2 separate regions of the Mus musculus genome follow, and region 1 is linked to region 2. A link is a contact called in public HiChIP or PLAC-seq data. All regions are on one chromosome and are shown on one strand. Each heading gives the region's core, a stretch centred on a gene start, on an enhancer-like site or on the middle of the called end of the contact. The rest is flanking DNA. Distances are from core to core; before and after follow the strand shown.

The links. HiChIP or PLAC-seq counts read pairs in DNA pulled down with a chosen protein or histone mark.
Region 1: an H3K4me3 HiChIP or PLAC-seq map of embryonic limb bud shows a contact between it and region 2, with 4 times the contacts expected there. The contact joins the enhancer-like site here to the promoter of Rexo4 in region 2. A contact is called at or near these places in 2 of 484 Hi-C or Micro-C datasets (liver and nephron progenitors), 4 of 115 datasets of contacts at active chromatin or transcription factors (embryonic basal ganglia, embryonic hindbrain, embryonic limb bud and 1 more) and 1 of 9 other capture datasets (pancreatic islet).

The regions. Positions count from the first base shown.
Region 1 is chr2:27,208,666-27,211,637 of GRCm38.p6, reverse strand. It overlaps Sardh (sarcosine dehydrogenase), which reads left to right. Exons shown (of 21, transcript NM_138665.2): 17 at 534-627. Among named protein-coding and RNA genes, the nearest start is that of Sardh, 37 kb to the left of the region's middle. Within about 2 kb of position 1,692, at least 59 of the 459 cell types and tissues checked have an H3K27ac peak or open chromatin away from gene starts, as enhancers often do. A contact at or near this core is called in embryonic limb bud, where this site is marked.
Region 2 is chr2:26,962,590-26,965,752 of GRCm38.p6, reverse strand. It overlaps Rexo4 (REX4, 3'-5' exonuclease), which reads left to right and starts at 1,367. Exons shown (of 8, transcript NM_207234.2): 1 at 1,367-1,701; 2 at 3,030-3,163. The coding sequence starts at 1,435.

The sequences.
Region 1 (2,972 bases), core at 443-2,942, 250 kb before region 2:
GGCCCTGTTCTCTTGTCCACCAGGCTGGGACTCTAATCTCTCTGCCTCCTTGTGACTCCTGTGAGGCTGAGACCCACTGCAGGCAGGACTCTTGGGTTTGGTTGGGGGATGCACCAGGTGATGGTGGTGGTGGCAGTGACAGCAGTGGTGGTGGTAATGGAGGTGGAGGAGCAGTACAGTGTCCTATGCTCCCTGCTGAGTCCTGTCTACTCACCACAGCTTGACCTTTGACTCTGCTATATAAAACAGAGGCACAATTGCCAGTTCCTCGCAGTGACCACCATTGTGACTCAGGTGGGATCCAGGGTGCTTGGTAGTTGAATAACTCTATTTTAGTTGACCATCCTGTAGCGAGAACTCACCTATAGCCCGGCTTCCCTGACAGCCCACAGGAAGGTGGCTTTCTCATATGGTGGCACTTGTAGCCTGTCCCTACCAGGTCGTCTAGATTTATTGTCTTCCTCCCGCTGGTATTGGCTCACTGGCCAGGAACACCTGAGGTTGTGACTCACAGACTCTGTTCTTGTTCACAGCCGTGACATCCTGCAGGATGTGCTTGATGCTGACCTGAGCAACGAGGCCTTCCCCTTCTCCACCCACCAGCTGGTGAGAGCCGCCGGGCACCTGGTAGGTAGCAGTGACCGTCAGCCTCTGGGGGCTGGAGTGTGGTGGCGGCAACTTTTAGCAAAGGTTGGGTGGGCCTGGGAGTCTGGTACTTTCGGGCAAGTCTCTTTATCTCCCTGGGCCTCAACTCCCAAGGTCTGTCAGAGATGCTGGCAGCCAGCCTGACCCAGGAGGGAGCTCAGAGAGGCATGATGGCATCAAGATGCAGTGCCATGTGATTTCCTCCTGGTTTCCTGGCAAGTGACAAAGCCCAGCTCTTCCGCGGTTATGGCTATCATCTTCATCAGGGTCCCCTGGGACTCCGGGGGCTCTCTGGGTGATGCTGGGTAGGGAATCTGGGCCCTAGCTCCTGGCTGGCCCCCGCCATTTCCTGGGCCTCAGACTCCTGGCTGGGGAATACACGTTGTGCTTTCCATCTGGGATTCTCAAGGCTGATGGAGAAGGTGATGATGCCATATACCAAGTATCATTATCCCCTCCCAGGGGGGATTAGAGATCCTGACCTTGGCCCATAGGTCCCGGCAGTGCCCCCTAGTGGTGACTCTGAGAGGTGTGTCCTGGCAAGGCTGGCTTGCCCACGAAGGCCATCCTGGATCATTTATTTTCCGCAGCTTTTGCAGGGGCCCCAGGCCGGGCTGCATGAGTGTTACTTCCCTAGACTGAGTTTAGAGAATCTGGATGTCTTGCCCAGGTTGCCCAAATGACAATGCCCCCCAAAACAAAGATCTGTGCTGGTGACACACATGCCTGCAGCGGGGCAAGGACACTGTTAGGCATGTTCTGTCCTCTCTACTTGGCCATCTCTAGGGTTTTTTTTTTTTTTTTTTTTTTTTGTGGAGAGATGTGGAGGGCTATCAGTTGGAGAATGAGATTCCTGCCCACAAAAGGGCCAGACATCCTGGGACCAGGCTGGAACCTGTCAGCAAATAAACAGAGTGGCGCTGAGTGCTAAGGAGGATGCTGCCAGCGGGAGCGGGTGATAAAGGCCGCCACGTGGGCTGCACTCCACCTCCCCTCTGGAAGCTGCACCAGGGTTCAGGAAGTGGGGTGGGGGTTCTCTGTCTAGCTTGTTTCCTGCCTCATTAATGCAAAGCTGCTTGCTGGGACCAGAGAGGGTAGGTGCTCTGAAAGAGTAGTGGGGTGGGGTCCTAGGACATGGCAGCCTCCAGACCTTCAGACTCTCTAGCTTGGGTTGTTCATGAGGGCATCCTGGTGGCATTTGTGTTGGTATATTCAGCATCCAGAGTCCAGTTTTGATCAGGGCTGGGTTCTGCTGTGTGGAGGAAAGGAAAGCCGTGTCCCGCTTCCACTGTGCCGAGGCTTGGCACAGCCTCAGCCTGTGTGTGGTTTGGATGTTCGTGGAGGGAAGACCAGGTGGGAATATATCCCCTCCTGTCAAGATCAGCATCCTCCCACCACTAGCAGGACCACCGTGGGGTCGGGTGGGGGGAGCAGCGTGGGGTTCCCAACTCCAGCTGCTTCCTCCCATGGGACCCTGTCCTGGCCATGGCTGCCTCCCAGCCCTCCCAGGCTGCCCGGGAATCTTCACCTGGGGCCTGGGAGTTAGGCCAGGGCCCAGGCTGAGCTGACACAGCTCATATTGCCCAGGGTCACGGGCAGGCCAAGCCCCAAAGTAAGTGTCTGGTCTGGGGATCATGTATTCACTGGCTACTCGTGCCTCTGCCAAGCTGACTTATGGTGGCATAAGATACATATGAAATAATGCCCATGGCCTGGCTCACAGTATAGGCCTGCCATCCCAGCTGTGCAGACACCAAGGCAGAAGAACTGAACGTTCAAGATCAGCCTGGTCAACTTAGTAAGAGCCTGCCTCAAAATAACAAGTAAACAGAGAGCTGTGCTGTAGCTCAGTGGTAGAGTGCTTGTCTGGCGTGTGTGAAAGCCCAGGTTCAACTCCAGCGTTATAAAAAACAAGCAGGAGGAAGAAAGAAAGAAAGAAAGAAAGAAAGAAAGAAAGAAAGAAAGAAAGAAAGAAAGAAAGGAGAAAGAAAGGAAAGAAAGAAAGAAAGAAAGGAAAGAGAGAGAGAGAAAGAGAGAGAGAGAGAAAAAGAAAGAAAGAAAGAGCCACAAACACCAGCATTCTGTTTCCAACCATAGCTGTGCAGCAAAGGCTGGGTACCCAGTCCAACTCAGACCTCACTTCCGTAGCACATCCTTGGGACACAACCTTGACCTCACTCGGCCTTGCTTCTTTCAGCTCTGGAATAGGGTTGTGGTCCAGAGCCCATGGCATGATTACATAAAGATGGCCTTCTCCATGTGGCAAAGACACACTGACCAGCACAGGTCACCAAACGCTTGGCTGTGTTGTAAAATATGAGAAAACT
Region 2 (3,163 bases), core at 118-2,617:
AGAGAGACCATCAAGTGAGCTTGAAGGCTCGATTTAAAGCGCACTGGATTTCTGGGGTAGATGGGCTTTATCTTATTCTATCTCTAGGCATTCCAGAACCATTATCTGAGTGAGTGCTGTTGTGATCATAAAAAGAGAAAGAGCTACTAAGATCTGTTCTGGCAGGGTGTGGGGGAAGGGTGTGCCTCAGTGGGCCCATGCCTCAGCATCCCTTCCCCCTGAGAGAGCAGCCACATGACGGTATAGTATAGAATAGAGTTTATTCGGGGCATGGGGAGGGGAGTTAAGAGGGTAGTAGAGACAAAGGCAGAGAGGGGAGGGGGAGGGGGAGGGGGAGGGGGAGGGGGAGGGGGAGGAGAGGATTGGAGGCTGGCCATGAGCATATGGAGAGAGGGGGTAAGGGAATGGGGAAAGGGGGGAACAAGGGGCCAAGAGGCAAAAGCGTGAGAGAGAAAGAGAGAGGGATGAGGGGGCAAGCAGCCCCTTTTATAGGGTCAGTCCTACCTAGCTGCTACCAGGTAACTGTGTGGAGGAGCATATCTGGCTGTTGCCAGGTTTCGGTGGGGGTGGAGTCCAGACAGAATACCAACAGGTGCGAAGGCTAGAGCCTGGATTTTTTTTTTTTTTTTCTACTAGTAATCGAGTTGCTTGGACTTGCCCATACCTTAGGCCTAGTCTCTTTAACTGCCAATTTGAAGTGTGTTGCGGAATCTGCCTAGCCTTCTCTGTGCTCAGAACTTGGTCTTGGGGGGTGCCGGGGAGGGGGTGTCCTGATTGGATATTTTTCCTAACAGCCACCACCAAGTCTCCCAAACCTTCTTACGTGGTCTGTTGGCTTTGCTGCTTATCTCTAGTCAGAGAAACCCGAGGGCAAACGATTCAACTGTGACCGCCCCATCTGTATTGCACTATCAGGATCAAGAATAGATTGCTGGTCATTAACACTGCGATTAAGAATGTATATGTATACGTATATAGTCACAATTAAATTTTGCTTTATCATTAATATCGGACACTGCTGGCGTGCCTTTGCAGTCAGTAAACCAGAGACGTGGGGAAGGCTTCGGTATTCGCAGTGTGTGGTTGTGCATAGGGCAACCTACACAAGACCCGCCTCCGCCTCTTCCGTACCCCCGTGAGTGCCACACCGAGAGTAGTCCCCCAGCCTTTTCCGGTGTCCCAGAGTCTCCTCATTTGCGGCCTTCCGGGACACCAGATCTTTGTGAAGGTCTGGGCTCCCTTCCGTCAAACTCTGGGTATCCAACCGCAGCGCTGCTAGCCAGGGCTGTCAGCCCCCAGTGCTAACTAGCGGGCTAGTCGCAGAGTCCGCATACGTGCGGAACCAAAGATGCAGTCTCGGTTTCTAGCAGGTCGCGAAGAGAACAGCAACCCGGGTTCCCGCATGCGCAGTGGAGCACGCTTGCACCCTGGGAAATGTGTGCTTGCGCGGTTGCTGGAGTCGCGGTCTCTTCCCTGGTGGTTCCGACTGCGGAGAGCGGGGAGATGAAGACGAAGGCCACCGCGCCGGTGCCCCAACCTGGGCCTATCAGGAAGCTCGCTAGGAAGAAAGCCAAGAAGAAGTTCAGGAAGAGCAAAGCTCTGGCAGGAAGTGGGGTTCCGGGAAGCCACCCGGCGGCTGTGGCAGGCCGACCGCCGAAGGCCCCCGAGAACTTTTCTCAAAATTGGAAGGCGTTGCAAGAGGTGAGACCGGCGACAGGCCACCTTCATCCCGAACTTTCTGTCAGGTAGCCACAGACTCCGAAGGAGGAAGGGATGTTGCCCTCTGCTTCATTCAAATTCTTTTTCTCAATTATGAATCACTTATCTAGGTTGCCACCCTGGCAACGTCTTAAACTATGTCCCAGAACTCTGGCCCAGTGGTTCTGGAACTATTGTAGCTCAGGGTATACCCACACTAGTGGTTGTCCTCCTACATTAGGTAGCCTCCCTAGTCCTGAGCCTCTATACCTACCCCCATTCATAAATTCTTCCATACTAGTTAGATGCTTTTTTTTGTTGTTTTTGTTTTTTCGAGACAGGGTTTCTCTGTGTAGCCCTGGCCGTCCTGGAACTCACTCTGTAGACCAGGCTGGCCTCGAACTCAGAAATCTGCCTGCCTCTGCCTCCCGAGTGCTGGGATTAAAGGCGTGCGCCACCACGCCCAGCTTAGTTAGATGCTTTTACTGCCCTTGTTTCTTAGACGGGGAAATTGTGACACATAACTTACAGGGTTTGAGTTGAAAGTAGGTCACATACGGTGTAAACAGCAGAACTGGGGTGCTGAATATGCCTTCACTGTCGACTTCTAGGGAGTCTTGAGGAGTGTATGTCATGGAGCCTCAGTAAGAAAGACAATAAGGAATTTCTTGGCCTCCATAACAACACTCCACCTTGTTCCTTAGTGTGGATCTTCCAACAGGACACCCAGGAGCAGCCAAACCCTGTGGACAGTCAGGGCTGTGTATGCTGGTTCTTGTTCTTTCTCCCAAGAAAGTAAAGTGTGCAGGGAGGACATGTTTACTAAAGGAAACTTGGATTTGGCTCTGGTTTCTACAAGAATCTAAATCCTTCAGGCCTTTTAAGTATTAGGGGAGTGAATAAGTAGAAACTCACTGCAACATCTCTCAGCTGGTTGCCATCTTGTTGTGGTCTTAACTGGAGATTTGAACACAAGGAAGAAATTGGTCTCCTGGACCTCTCCTCTACATGGATCAGCCCTATCTGGTTTCACAGGACTTCTTTCTTTCCATTGAACTCCCTTCCTCCAGGTCTTCCTTAGATTCTGAGCTGTAGCCGCCTCCAGAGATAACGGAAGTGATCACTGTGTCCCACAGTGTTGACCATGGAAGTCACTAAGTGAAACTCCAAATAAAGAAGTGAAAAGCACCATTAGTGGTGATGGGAAGTGCATGGATGATAGAATAGATGTACACACAAGTTTCTTGAACCTGTGGTATGTCAGTTCAAAATTAAATGTGGCTTTTAACAAAATAATAAATGTGGCTTATATTTAATTTTGATTCCATTAGCTACTGAAACAAAAGTCACAGGCCGCAGAAAAACCTCTTGTCTCTCAGATGGATGACAAAATGCACCCCCAAATAATCCAGCAGAACAGAAAAAAGGCCTCAGATAAATCAAAGGGAGACAAGCAGAGGACAGA